2 separate regions of the Sus scrofa genome follow, and region 2 is linked to region 1. The links are chromatin contacts, called in public promoter capture Hi-C maps. All regions are on one chromosome and are shown on one strand. Each heading gives the region's core, a stretch centred on a gene start, on an enhancer-like site or on the middle of the called end of the contact. The rest is flanking DNA. Distances are from core to core; before and after follow the strand shown. Region 1 holds the start of ENSA (alpha-endosulfine). Region 2 overlaps MINDY1 (ubiquitin carboxyl-terminal hydrolase MINDY-1).

The links. Promoter capture Hi-C pulls out the DNA fragments that hold promoters and counts their contacts.
Region 2: a contact with region 1 is called in a promoter capture Hi-C map of fetal liver, with 2.8 times the contacts expected there. The contact joins the enhancer-like site here to the promoter of ENSA in region 1. A contact is called at or near these places in 2 of 5 promoter capture datasets (fetal liver and liver), 3 of 47 Hi-C or Micro-C datasets (embryonic fibroblasts, fetal heart ventricle and heart right ventricle) and 2 of 2 datasets of contacts at active chromatin or transcription factors (alveolar macrophages and skeletal muscle).

Annotation. Positions count from the first base shown.
Region 1 is chr4:98,525,651-98,531,048 of Sscrofa11.1, reverse strand. ENSA (alpha-endosulfine) reads right to left here and starts at 3,147. Exons shown (of 4, transcript XM_021089895.1): 1 at 2,948-3,147; 2 at 1,146-1,271. The coding sequence starts at 3,001.
Region 2 is chr4:98,228,623-98,234,020 of Sscrofa11.1, reverse strand. It overlaps MINDY1 (ubiquitin carboxyl-terminal hydrolase MINDY-1), which reads right to left. Exons shown (of 10, transcript XM_001929665.7): 8 at 3,904-4,095; 9 at 3,452-3,607; 10 at 2,665-3,196. The coding sequence ends at 3,116. ANXA9 (annexin A9) reads left to right here. Exons shown (of 14, transcript NM_001243348.1): 13 at 1,074-1,196; 14 at 1,422-1,801. The coding sequence ends at 1,484. Among named protein-coding and RNA genes, the nearest start is that of ANXA9, 11 kb to the left of the region's middle. Within about 2 kb of position 2,605, at least 31 of the 83 cell types and tissues checked have an H3K27ac peak or open chromatin away from gene starts, as enhancers often do. A contact at or near this core is called in embryonic fibroblasts, fetal liver, liver and 1 more, where this site is marked.

The DNA of each region.
Region 1 (5,398 bases), core at 1,898-4,397:
TTCAAGTCTTTATTTACCTCATACATACATAGCTTAGCATTAATTACAAACACCTGTCTTCTCCCCATCGTGTTCTTTCTCAGGTATATAAGCAATTTCCCAGCTAGAGTACATATTTTTGGAGTTAAGAGACAGCTCCTACATCCTTTGTAGCCCCACGAGTACAGGAAGGTTCAACCAAATTACTGACTATTCATAAAGGCTTACTGAGGACCTATTAGCCTCTAGTGGGCTTGGTGTTGTGGGAGCAGAAATGAGTAACATACATAGAAGGGTCGATCTGGGGCTATCAGCAGATCAGTCTCAAACTAAACCTCAAAATTAAAAATTATTCTCTCAGACTATGAATAGAAACTGGGCTTGTTCATGAGGATAATGTACTTTCCTCTGACTCCTACCACTCCCACACATGTTCCATGGCTGTGACAGCCTGCCCACGCCTGCCTTGCCGACAGCAAGGTAAGCAGCAAATCAGCATCACATTATCATCTGTGACTAAGACACAATAACTGGGATTCTCCACAGGGATCTGTTTCCCTCTCCATTTCATCCTCACGGAGAAACACCCTCCAGGTTAATGACTTACGATCCCTTAGTCAGCTTTAGGTACGTCTGGGGACTGAGAAACCTGATCAGGAGCTAGATGGCTATGAGGGTAAGATTCTCCCTTGGTGAGAAGGACCACACTGGACAGGAAAAATAAATCTCTTCAAATGTCTGAAGAAATCTGCTATTCATATCAAGTTGAGGAAATCTGCAGGACAGATGGTCTGATCTTTTTCTGAAATGGTGCATCCTAAAATTTAGCTCAAATCCTAAATGTGTAGTCCTAAAACTCCCACCATCTAAACAGGCAAATGTCTGGAAACTGTCAGCATTCCAGACTCTAACATCCTTTCCTCACTCCCCCAACCTTGTGCCCAAATGCCCCTACATTAAGCCCTAATTTCCTACAGGGGAGATCAGAAGATAGCTGATAACTTATCAGGTATTTACAGTATCTGCCTTGTTTTTCCAAGTTTCTAATTCTTCTCTACTACTTCCCCCAAACAAAACCTCCAAATCAGTATTCACTACAACGTCCATAGGTCTCATCCCTAAGGCTTTCTGTGGCTCCAAAGAGGGTAAGATATTATGCCCCATACCCCTTTCTGGAGCCTCTTCATGAGGAAGTCGGAGCCTCCAGGCTTTTGTCCTAGGCTTGGATATTTGGCCTTTAGCTTTGCCTCCTCGGCTCTCTCAGGGAGAATACCTTCTTTCTCCTGCGTGTCCTGGAGGAAACAAATGGGCCAATAAAATTAAACACTGAGAAGCAACTGCTTCTAATACTGATAACTTTTATACTCTTACCTTTTCCTGGAGATCTACCCACTTGTAAATATGCTATCTCCACTCTATTTTTAAATGAAGCTAACCTTTGTTCAAATCCCTAAAGCCCAAGATGACTGTATTGTGAGAAGAGAAAGATATGCTCCTTCTCACACTACACCCAAGGAACCACACCAGTGACCTGTGAGTACTGGGTTAAAGGTAATATATAAGCACGATACTTGAATCAAGGAGCGAGTCATAGCTCATTCAACATGAAGCTAGGAAAGACAGAGAGAAAGCTAGCAGGGCTTCTGGTGATACAAGATGAACAGGAAAGTTCCTTGGCTGTCCCTAACACGTAATACAGGTCAAATGGGATATCAAAGTGGATAACTCTCCTGAGATGTTCCCTTCTAAGCTGGTTATCTGAAAAGTCTCTCTTTGGAGGAGCATAACTCTGTGGCCTTCTCCAGAAATCTTCACCTTAGTAACAAGACAGCATTGCTTCAGCAATTCCATAAACATTGTCATAGGAAGGTGACAAGTAAACGGATTAAAATGACAGTTTTTAACTTCAGGAAAATCATGATACAGTAGGTCCACTAGCATTTACCCACCAGCTTTGCTAAAAAATCAACATCTTTCCTAGTGGGGCAAGTGATGGAAGTTTGGGTAACATGCCAAGAGCCCAATTAGCTTGCAGGGGCTCTTACTGCGTTGTTACTCTTCTTACTTTTCGTGGGCCCTGCTGCCCTTTTCTTTAGTGACTTTTCAAAAAAGATTTGAAGCCAATCTGTGGCTCTTTTTAAAATGGATTTACTTTCACTTCTCTTGGAAAACTGGCAGATACAACACCAGGTATATATCATGAATCCCCGAGTCCAATACTAAATGTTATGTCAAATACAAATCTCCAAAGAGGTTGACGTGTTTTCATCGCATAACTGCGGGTGAACTAAGTCCCCCTGAGTTGGAAGTCTGGGGAGAATATTGTGGCGTCTTTCTTTGTCATTACTGTCTCGGTGTCTTTTCTAGGATTAACCTCCGTGATTCTGTTCAGAGCCCTAGTCCTCTTCAATCTTATTCGGTCTTCTTTGAAGGTGGGCAACAGGCCATCCCCAGTGGTCAAAATAGGTCTCTCGAGAAAGTTGCTGTCTTAAACTAGCCATGATAATAATTCCGCTTCTCCCTTCTCCCAATGTGGTCCTTTTTAAACTTCTTTCCCTCGACCTGTATCTTCTGAGGATTTAGAATGCGGGCCCCTGCCTAGATGTTGGGTCATTTTACCCCTACTAACCAGTAACACACAGAATCCTGGGACCACCAGCCCCCTTTCATTCACCGAGTCTTTCCAAACACCCGCCCCGCGCCCAGGCTCGGCCAATTATAGTACAGCTCCAAAGGGCTGAGCCGAAGACCCATTGGCCAATCAGAAAGGTTACAACACTGAATGACAAGCCACCCAACTAACCAGCGCCAAAGCAGCAGGCCTTGTTGAGGCTCACCCTGCACGACGCAAGAAGCGGCCAACCCCTGCAGAGCCGGAGACCATGGCGACCAATCCGCACCGGTGGGAGATCGTCTCCCGCCCCATCACGGTCGCCCAGCTTGCCCGCCCGCACCCCCTCCATTTCACCTGCTTCTCCTCGCCGGTCTCCTCCGAAGGGTTCTCTTCTTGTTTCTGGGACATGGCGGGGCCGGGACTGTGGAGTGTAGGGGACCCGGGAAGTCAACTGGAGAAGGGAAGGGGGAGGGGACACGGGACAACCTGCGCGGCTTGTTCGGCTCCTGTCACTAGGGTTGCTCAGTCAAAATGGCGGCTCTTGCCTGTGACGTTATGACCGCCCCTTCATGTGCGAGCCAATGGGAGCAGGATAGATGGGGCAATGACGTAACGATCTACCAATAGTTGCTAGCTAAATGTGGGGTCTGTGGAAGCGACGGGCAAGCTGGAAGGCCAATCTGCCAAGGGAATGAACCACAGGGACCAATTGGAAACCCGTGGGGGCTGTTAGGGGGCGGTACGGCTAGGTTTTTTTTTTTTTTTTTTTTTTTTTTTTGCTGCTCTGGTGGGGTCAGGCTTCCTCCGCTCCACCGCCCCGCGCGCAGTAGGCTTTGCTGGGCTTCAAAATGCAGGGCGAGAGGATGTAAGCCTTTTATTGTCAGTTAAAGAGGATTAAACTTTGCTCAGTGTTAGCAGAAAATGATCAATCTCCAGAAATTAATTTAGAGGTCAGAGTGGACTTTAAAGTGGTACTCCACACTACTCCAGTGTGTCACTTGCCATGTGGAGAGACTGAGTCGCCTTGCAGAACACAGATGGCTTACATTCCGTGGTTTTACTTTTATGTACAGTTTTTTTTACTTGTTCAGGGTCGTCCCATGAAGAATAAGCTTCTTTTGAAACAACAAATGTCTAGGTACATGGTAAACATTTAGTAAATACAGTTAACACTTGCTAACCTATCCTGGGTCAGAGTTCAACCGTATTTTTTTAGCATCTGTAGATGGCACTGTATTGTTTTTACAGGGGATACATATGTAGTAAGGCAGTGTCTGCTCTAGAAAGCTTAGTTTAGTGGGCATGTGGGGAGGGTTAGGTTTTTCACAGAGTGCCAGGTGTACCCTAAATCCTTGAGGTTAAATAGACATATCTTCCTAGAGTGTTGGTCAAAAAGCATATTTAAGTATTAAAACAGTCTAATAATAACACTGAAAAATTCACATTAAAATTTAATTTTGGGGTTCCTGTTGTGGCTCAGTGGTAACAAACCTGACCAGGATCCATGAGGATGCGGGTTCGATCCCTAGCCTCACTCAGTGGGTTAAAGATCCGGGGTTGCTGTGATCTGTGGTGTAGGTCGCAGATATAGCTCAGACCCCACATTGCTGTGGCTGTGGCATAGGCTGGCAGCTAAAGCTCGGATCCAACCCCTAGCATAGGAAGTTCCGTGGGCAGTGGGTGTGGCCCTAAAAAAAAATTAATATTCCAGGCAGCCTATTGTGACAGCCCTGGGGCTTTCCGTTCATTTTTTCTGTATAATTAGATATACTTCTAATGGAAAAGTTTGAGAAGCATAGAAAACACAGCTTTTATCATATGAGGCAAAGTCTGGTCAGCATTAAAATAAAACTGTTAATAAAAGTGGTATAGGGGTTCAAAGGAAGGTTCAGAGTCCCTGCCAAAACAGAAACAAAAACAAAAAACTTTGTGATGGAGGTGAGTATTTGAACAGCTTTAAAGAATTTAGAAGTTTGCCAGGTAAAGGTGAAGGAAGAAAGGGTATTCTAGGTGATGGGGTCAGCATGAAGGCCAAAAAAATAGAATTGAGTCCAGAACCTGGAGGGCTTTGAATGCCAGGATAAAGAAGTGGCGGCATTCCCGTTGTGGCTCAGCGGTAACCAACATGACTAGTATCCACGCGGACGAGGGTCTAGTCCCTGGCCTCACTCAGAGGGTTAAGGTTCCTGTGTTGCCATGAGCTTTGGTATAGGTCACAGATGCAGCATGGATCCTGAGTTGCTGTGGCTGTGGTGTAGGCTGGCAGCTATAGCTCTGATTCAACCCCTAGCCTGGGGAATTTCCATATGCTGCAGGTATGGCCCTAAAAATAAAAAATGAAAAACAAAACAAAAAATAAGTGAATAATTTAATAAAACAGGAGAGAGATTTCAGGGTTTTAGACCAGAGATCGCAGATCAGAACAGTTCATTAGGAAGATTAACCTAGTGGTAATGAATAAAAATCATTTAGAATTCTAGGTAGAGAGATACTAGACAGTCCAGCCAGGAGTCCATTGTGATACTCTTAAGTGGGAGATAGGATTTAAACTAGAAACATGGTAGTTTAGAATAGAAAACAATAAACCTAATTGAGAGAGTCTACGGCAATGGAATCTACTAGGTTAGCAGATGATTGAACATAGGGGCTGAGGAGGCCATGTGCCTTAAGGTGTAGAAACAATGAACTTAAAAATAGAAGTCAAGTTGGAAATGGAATTGGAAGCAGACGAAAATGAGGTGTTCAATTTTGAAAACATTGACTTTTTAAAAGCCAGTGAGCCATTTGGTGGCGATATCCAGGCAC
Region 2 (5,398 bases), core at 1,356-3,855, 300 kb after region 1:
CCTTAGCCAGGGATCAAACCTGTGCCACAGCTGTAGCAATGCCAGATCTCAACCCCCTGTACCACACGTGAAATTTCCTACCTCCATTATTTTTATTTATTTATTTTTTTTGTCTTTTGAGTCCTCCCCTCCTCCAGCACATGGAGTTTCCCACGCTAGGGGTCCAATCAGAGCTACAGAGCTATAGCTGCCAGCCACAGCCACAGCAATGCCAGATTCGAGCTGTGTCAGCGACCTACACCACAGCTTATGGTAATGCCGGATCCTTAACCCACTGAGTGAGGCCAGGGATCGAACCTGCATCCTCATGGATGCTAGTCAGATTCATTTCCGCTGAGCCACAATGGGAACTCCTCTACCTCCATTATATCTAAATGGAATCCTCCATTATCATCTTTAACCAAAAGGCAAAAGGCCTGGTGCAGCTACAAGACAGTGATGCTGAACCCCAGGGGTCCAACCAGAAGATGTGTAAAGATAGGGATATAGGAGTTCTCTGGTGGTGCAGTGGGTTAAGAATCCGGCATTGTCACTGCTGTGATGAAGGTTCAATCTCTGGCTGGAAAACTGCATGCCATGGGCATGGCCAAAAAAAAAAGATGGGGATGCAATGCGGCCCTGGTGAGTCAGGATCAGAATAGGAAGCTACCGACCCTGCTCCCTATTGGAGCCCCATCAGCTCAGTTTTGGGGTAGAGTGTGTGTATCCTCCTTGGACCTTTACTAAGTTGGAAGTTAAAAGGTTTTCTTGGATTTCATGCTGTGAGTCTTTATAGGTAGCAAGTTTCCTATAACCTGCCTTTGAAGCTAGGCTCTAAGCCAGGGGCAGGGCCAGGAAAGACCCGGAGGGGATGAGTAATATTCCAGCTGCCCCCCTAGCAACTGATCTTTCCTGCCTCATCATCTTCCTTGAGGATGGACAAAGATAACTCTGGCCCCTAGAAAATGTATACTCTCTTTTCCCTTGACTCTCTCCTCATCACCACTCCCTAGAATAATTCACTGTGCAGCCCAATCCCTACTCTGAAACTTGCACTACCACCACCTCCCCATTCTGTTTCTTCCCTCTACCAGGAAACTGAGCCCAATTACCAAGTCCTGATGCGCATCCTTATTTCTCGAAGTGAGACTGATCTTCTGAGTATCCGAGCTGAGTTCAAAAAGAAATTTGGGAAGTCCCTCTACTCTTCCCTCCAGGTGAGACTTGCCTGGTTCTTAACCTGGATCCCCAGAGCTTCACCTGTTACCTCCACCCTACACACAGCTGAGCATATTCATGCCCTGGAGAACTCATGAATCTTTGATTAATTTAGTACAAGATTCCAGGCACCGAACAAGCTCTGGACCAGTACAAGGGAGAGGATGCAGTACCTGAGCCATGCGGTAGTGGGTCTTTCTAACACTTGACTTTCTGGTCTGCAGGACACAGTGAAAGGGGACTGCCGATCAGCCCTACTAGCTCTGTGCAGGGCGGAAGACCTTTGAGACGTCTCTGCCCCATCTGCACATGGCATTCAAGGGTCTGAGATTCCCAAGTTTGGCTGAGGCTGCAGGAGACCAACTGGACCTCTAAATAAGATAACCCTTCACTGAGCACCCCACGTTCCAGCTTCTCGTGGAGGCTGGAACTTGATGTTTCTTTTACATCTCAATTGCCTTCATCTCAAATTGATGTGTACACCTGGGTCCTCCCGTTCTGTCTTGGGTGCGGGATAATGGGCTCTCTTTGACAGTTTCTGCCCTACTCATCCTTCTTTATCCTGGTTAGAACATCTCACTGATGCTTGAATTCTTTTGGCAAACTTCACTGTCATCTGTGTTCCCTGACTGAAGTTTGGGTGGAGCGGGACAGGGCTGGAAGCAGGCCTTGAAGTTGGAGATGCCTTTGATGTGCACTTGGATATTCAACAGGAATCCCGTCTGAGACTTGAGACTGCAGTTATCAACAACCACCTTCCCTTCCGTGTCTCTTCTCAGCTCCATTATTTTCTCTTTCCCAGGAAATTTCAGGCAAAATAACTGAGAACCAGGAACAACAACGAGGTCAGAAATGGCTAGAGGTAGCAAAAGACCATCTGTAGGACCTGAGAAGCAAGCAGAGAATCAAGCCATCCCTCCCCTGCCTGGAAAGATTTGGGTTAGCAGGATGCACAATCCCCAAATTCATCTGTCCAAAATGGGGACTTGGAAACCCACCTCCCCACTTACAGTACTATTTCCAAAAGAAGATTTAGCAAACATAGAGAAACAAGGAGTTCCCATCATGGCTCAATGGGTTAAGAGCCCGACTAGTGTCTATGAAGATGTAGGTTTGATCCCTGGCCTCGCTCAGTGGGTTAAGGATCTGACATGGGTGTGAGCTGCAGTGTGGGTCACAGACGAGGCTCGGATTTGGCATTGCCGTGGCTGTGGTGTAGGCCTGCGGCTGCGGCTCCAATTCAATGCTTAGCCTGGGAACTTGCATGTGCCTCAAATGTGACCCTAAAAAGAAAAAAAGAAACACAAAAACAAAAAAAGGAAAAAGCAGGCTTTGGTTCCCCCTGCTGGCTCTACTAGCAATGACAGGCCACCCTCTCTGGCCTCTTTTCCCGTCCCCTCCCCTTTTGCATTCCTCAACTGGGTCAAATACCTAACCCCATAGCTGTAGGGTAAGGCAAACAACAGATCTCAGGAAAGAAGTTTTATTTCCAAACTCCTAGGAAGGCATTACAAATAATGCAGTTAGAAACTGAACTCAAACCCTGAAACAGATACAGAGGGGCCTGCAGGAGAGCCAGGATGACCCAGCCAGTCAGGGGTGGGAAGTAAGGGAGATGTGTGGAGACAGAGACTTCACCCTGGAGCCTGAGTGTATATTCACGTGACTGTGTTGGGCAAAGGGAACTGGGAATCAGAAATCCTTACCCCACCAACCCCAGTGTGGCCCTGGATGGTTGAGAGGAGTCAGCATGTGAAGGCAAGGATATCACTAAATCTGACCTTGGCATTTACTGCCTGGTAAATCCCCAACATTCCATAAATAAGTTACCCTGCATATCTCAAGCTGAGCTAGAGAAGCGAGCGAAATAGCCCCAGTCCTTGAACGCGGAGGCAAGGCAGCCTGGCACTGAGTGGGGCTACAGGAGGACACAGTCAGACTCTTGCTTCGGCCTTTGCCGACGCTCGGCAGCTGGGCGTCCAGACGTGGCTCCTCTTCCCTGTATCAGATTTAACCATCAGTCATCCAGCAACCATAGAAAAGCACAGAACAAAGATTCTAGATGGAAGCAGGGTCATCAGGATCAGGAGGGGCAGTGGGGAGAGAGACAGGAAGGGACCCAGGGAAGAGGGACAGAGAAGGGCCCAGAGGGAAACCGTGAAGAGATGATAGCAGGAATAACAAGTATCTGGACCAGGGGGAGCAGGGGTGGCACACGAGGGGCAGCGCCAAGGGCAGGGCGCAGCTGGCCCACCTGCAGCGATGGGGCCGGTGCTGGAACAGGCTGGGCTGCTTGGTGCTGTTGGTACTCCTCTTGCTGAAGTTGCTGGGCCAGCTCCAGGTCGCTAAGACCCGATGTGCCTTGAGGTGGCGGCTGCTGCTGCTGCAGGGACAAGGCAATCAGGTAGTCCTAGAGAGAAGGGACAGAGCAAGAGTTGTGAGGTAGCCTGGGGTGGGGGGGTAGCCAGGCTAGCTTTAGGTTTCCACACCAGCATTTCCTGAAGCTTCCAATGCTCCAGCTCCCTCTTCAGAGCAAAACACACAGTCAAGTGTAGAGAGGGTCTGAAGATAAGAGAGAGAAGAGGGGCATGGGAGTCATATGTTCCAGGCTCTAGATGATGAGGTGCAGGCAGCTCGCCTATGGCAAAAAGCTCTCTGAGGTGAACGGACATGTGCTCTGCACCCTCCTCAGAGGTCCCCTCATACCTGGTCCACCTGCCGCTGATTTTCTGGGGAGCCACGCCCACCTTCTGCTCCAGGGCCCTTGCCCAGGGAATGACTTAGGTGAAAGTCAGAGTCACAAAAGCAGCTGTCTCCATCCACGTTGTGCAGGCTCTCCCACACCACTTGCTCTTCCTGTAGAAAGCCCTGGTCAGTGACCAGTAGGTACAAGTGACTCTGCAAAGAAGAGGACAAAGTTCCTTGGTGGGACAAGTGACAGAGACAGCTTATGGCCAGAATTCATCAGAGATGCACAGAGATCATTTGAATCAATCGGTTTGTTAGCTGGAACACGTCAGTGTGAGCACGTGGATCTTTTTTTTCCTCTTGGCCATACCCACAGTATGCGCAAGTTCCCAGGCCAGGGGTCGAACCTGTGCCATGGCAGCAACCGGAGCTGCTGCAGTTACAACGCCAGATTCTTAACCTGCTGTGCCACAAGAGAACTCCACATTGGATCTTTTATTAAATATGTGTGCCTGTGGGGAGAAGGAAGGGCTGTCTAAGTGCGTGGTTATCTGGGCGTGAGTATGGCAGTCACTGTGGTCAAGCAGGGAGTCCTCAGGGCTGGGGTCCCACACAAGATCCTGCTTCCTACCTACTTCCCATGGTTTTTTGGGCTCCCATGATAGTTACGAGAATAAATGCTTTGAGAACCAAAGATCCTTCCCTCTTCTACTTAATTCCCAAAGCACTTAGAGGAGTTCCCGTTGTGGCTCGGCAGTAACAAACCTGACTAGTATCCATGAGGGTACAGGTTCAATCCCTGGCCTCGTTCAGTGGGTTAAGGATCCGGCATTGTCCTGAGCTTCAGTGTAGGTCGCAGATACAGCTTGGATCTGGCGTTGCTGTGGCTGTGGTGTAGGCCAGCAGCTGTAGCTCCGATTTGACCTCTAAGCTGGGAACTTCCATATGCTTTGGGTGCAGCCATTAAAAAAAAAAACAAAAACAAAAACAAACAAACAAAAAAAACACAAGGGAGTTCCCCTTGTGGCTCAGCAGAAACAAATCTGACTAGGAACCATGAGGACGCAGGTTCGATCCCTGGTCTCACTCAGTGGGTTAAGGATCCGGCTTGCCATGACCTGTGGTGTAGGTTGCAGACGCGGCTCTGATCCTGTGTTGCTGTGGCTGTGGTGTAGGCTGGCAGCTACAGCTCTAATTCGACCCCTAGCCTGGGAACCACCACATGCCCATGATGTGGCCCTAAAAAGCCGAAAAGAAAAAAACAAACAACAGCAAAAAAAAACTGCTAGCTTTGGAAAACTATAGTGTTGTTCAAAAATTGTACTAGCCCTTCCTGGGAGAGGTTTTACACTCCCTGAACCACGGATGGCAGGCTTACTCCCCGTGGAGTGAGATGCTAGCAGAACTAACACGTATCATTTGCAGGTAGAAGCACTGGAAGCAAGGACGTGGTATCCCTCTCGCTCTTCTCCCGTCTATATTCCAGATAAAGGCTGTTTTGTCAGCCTGGGTC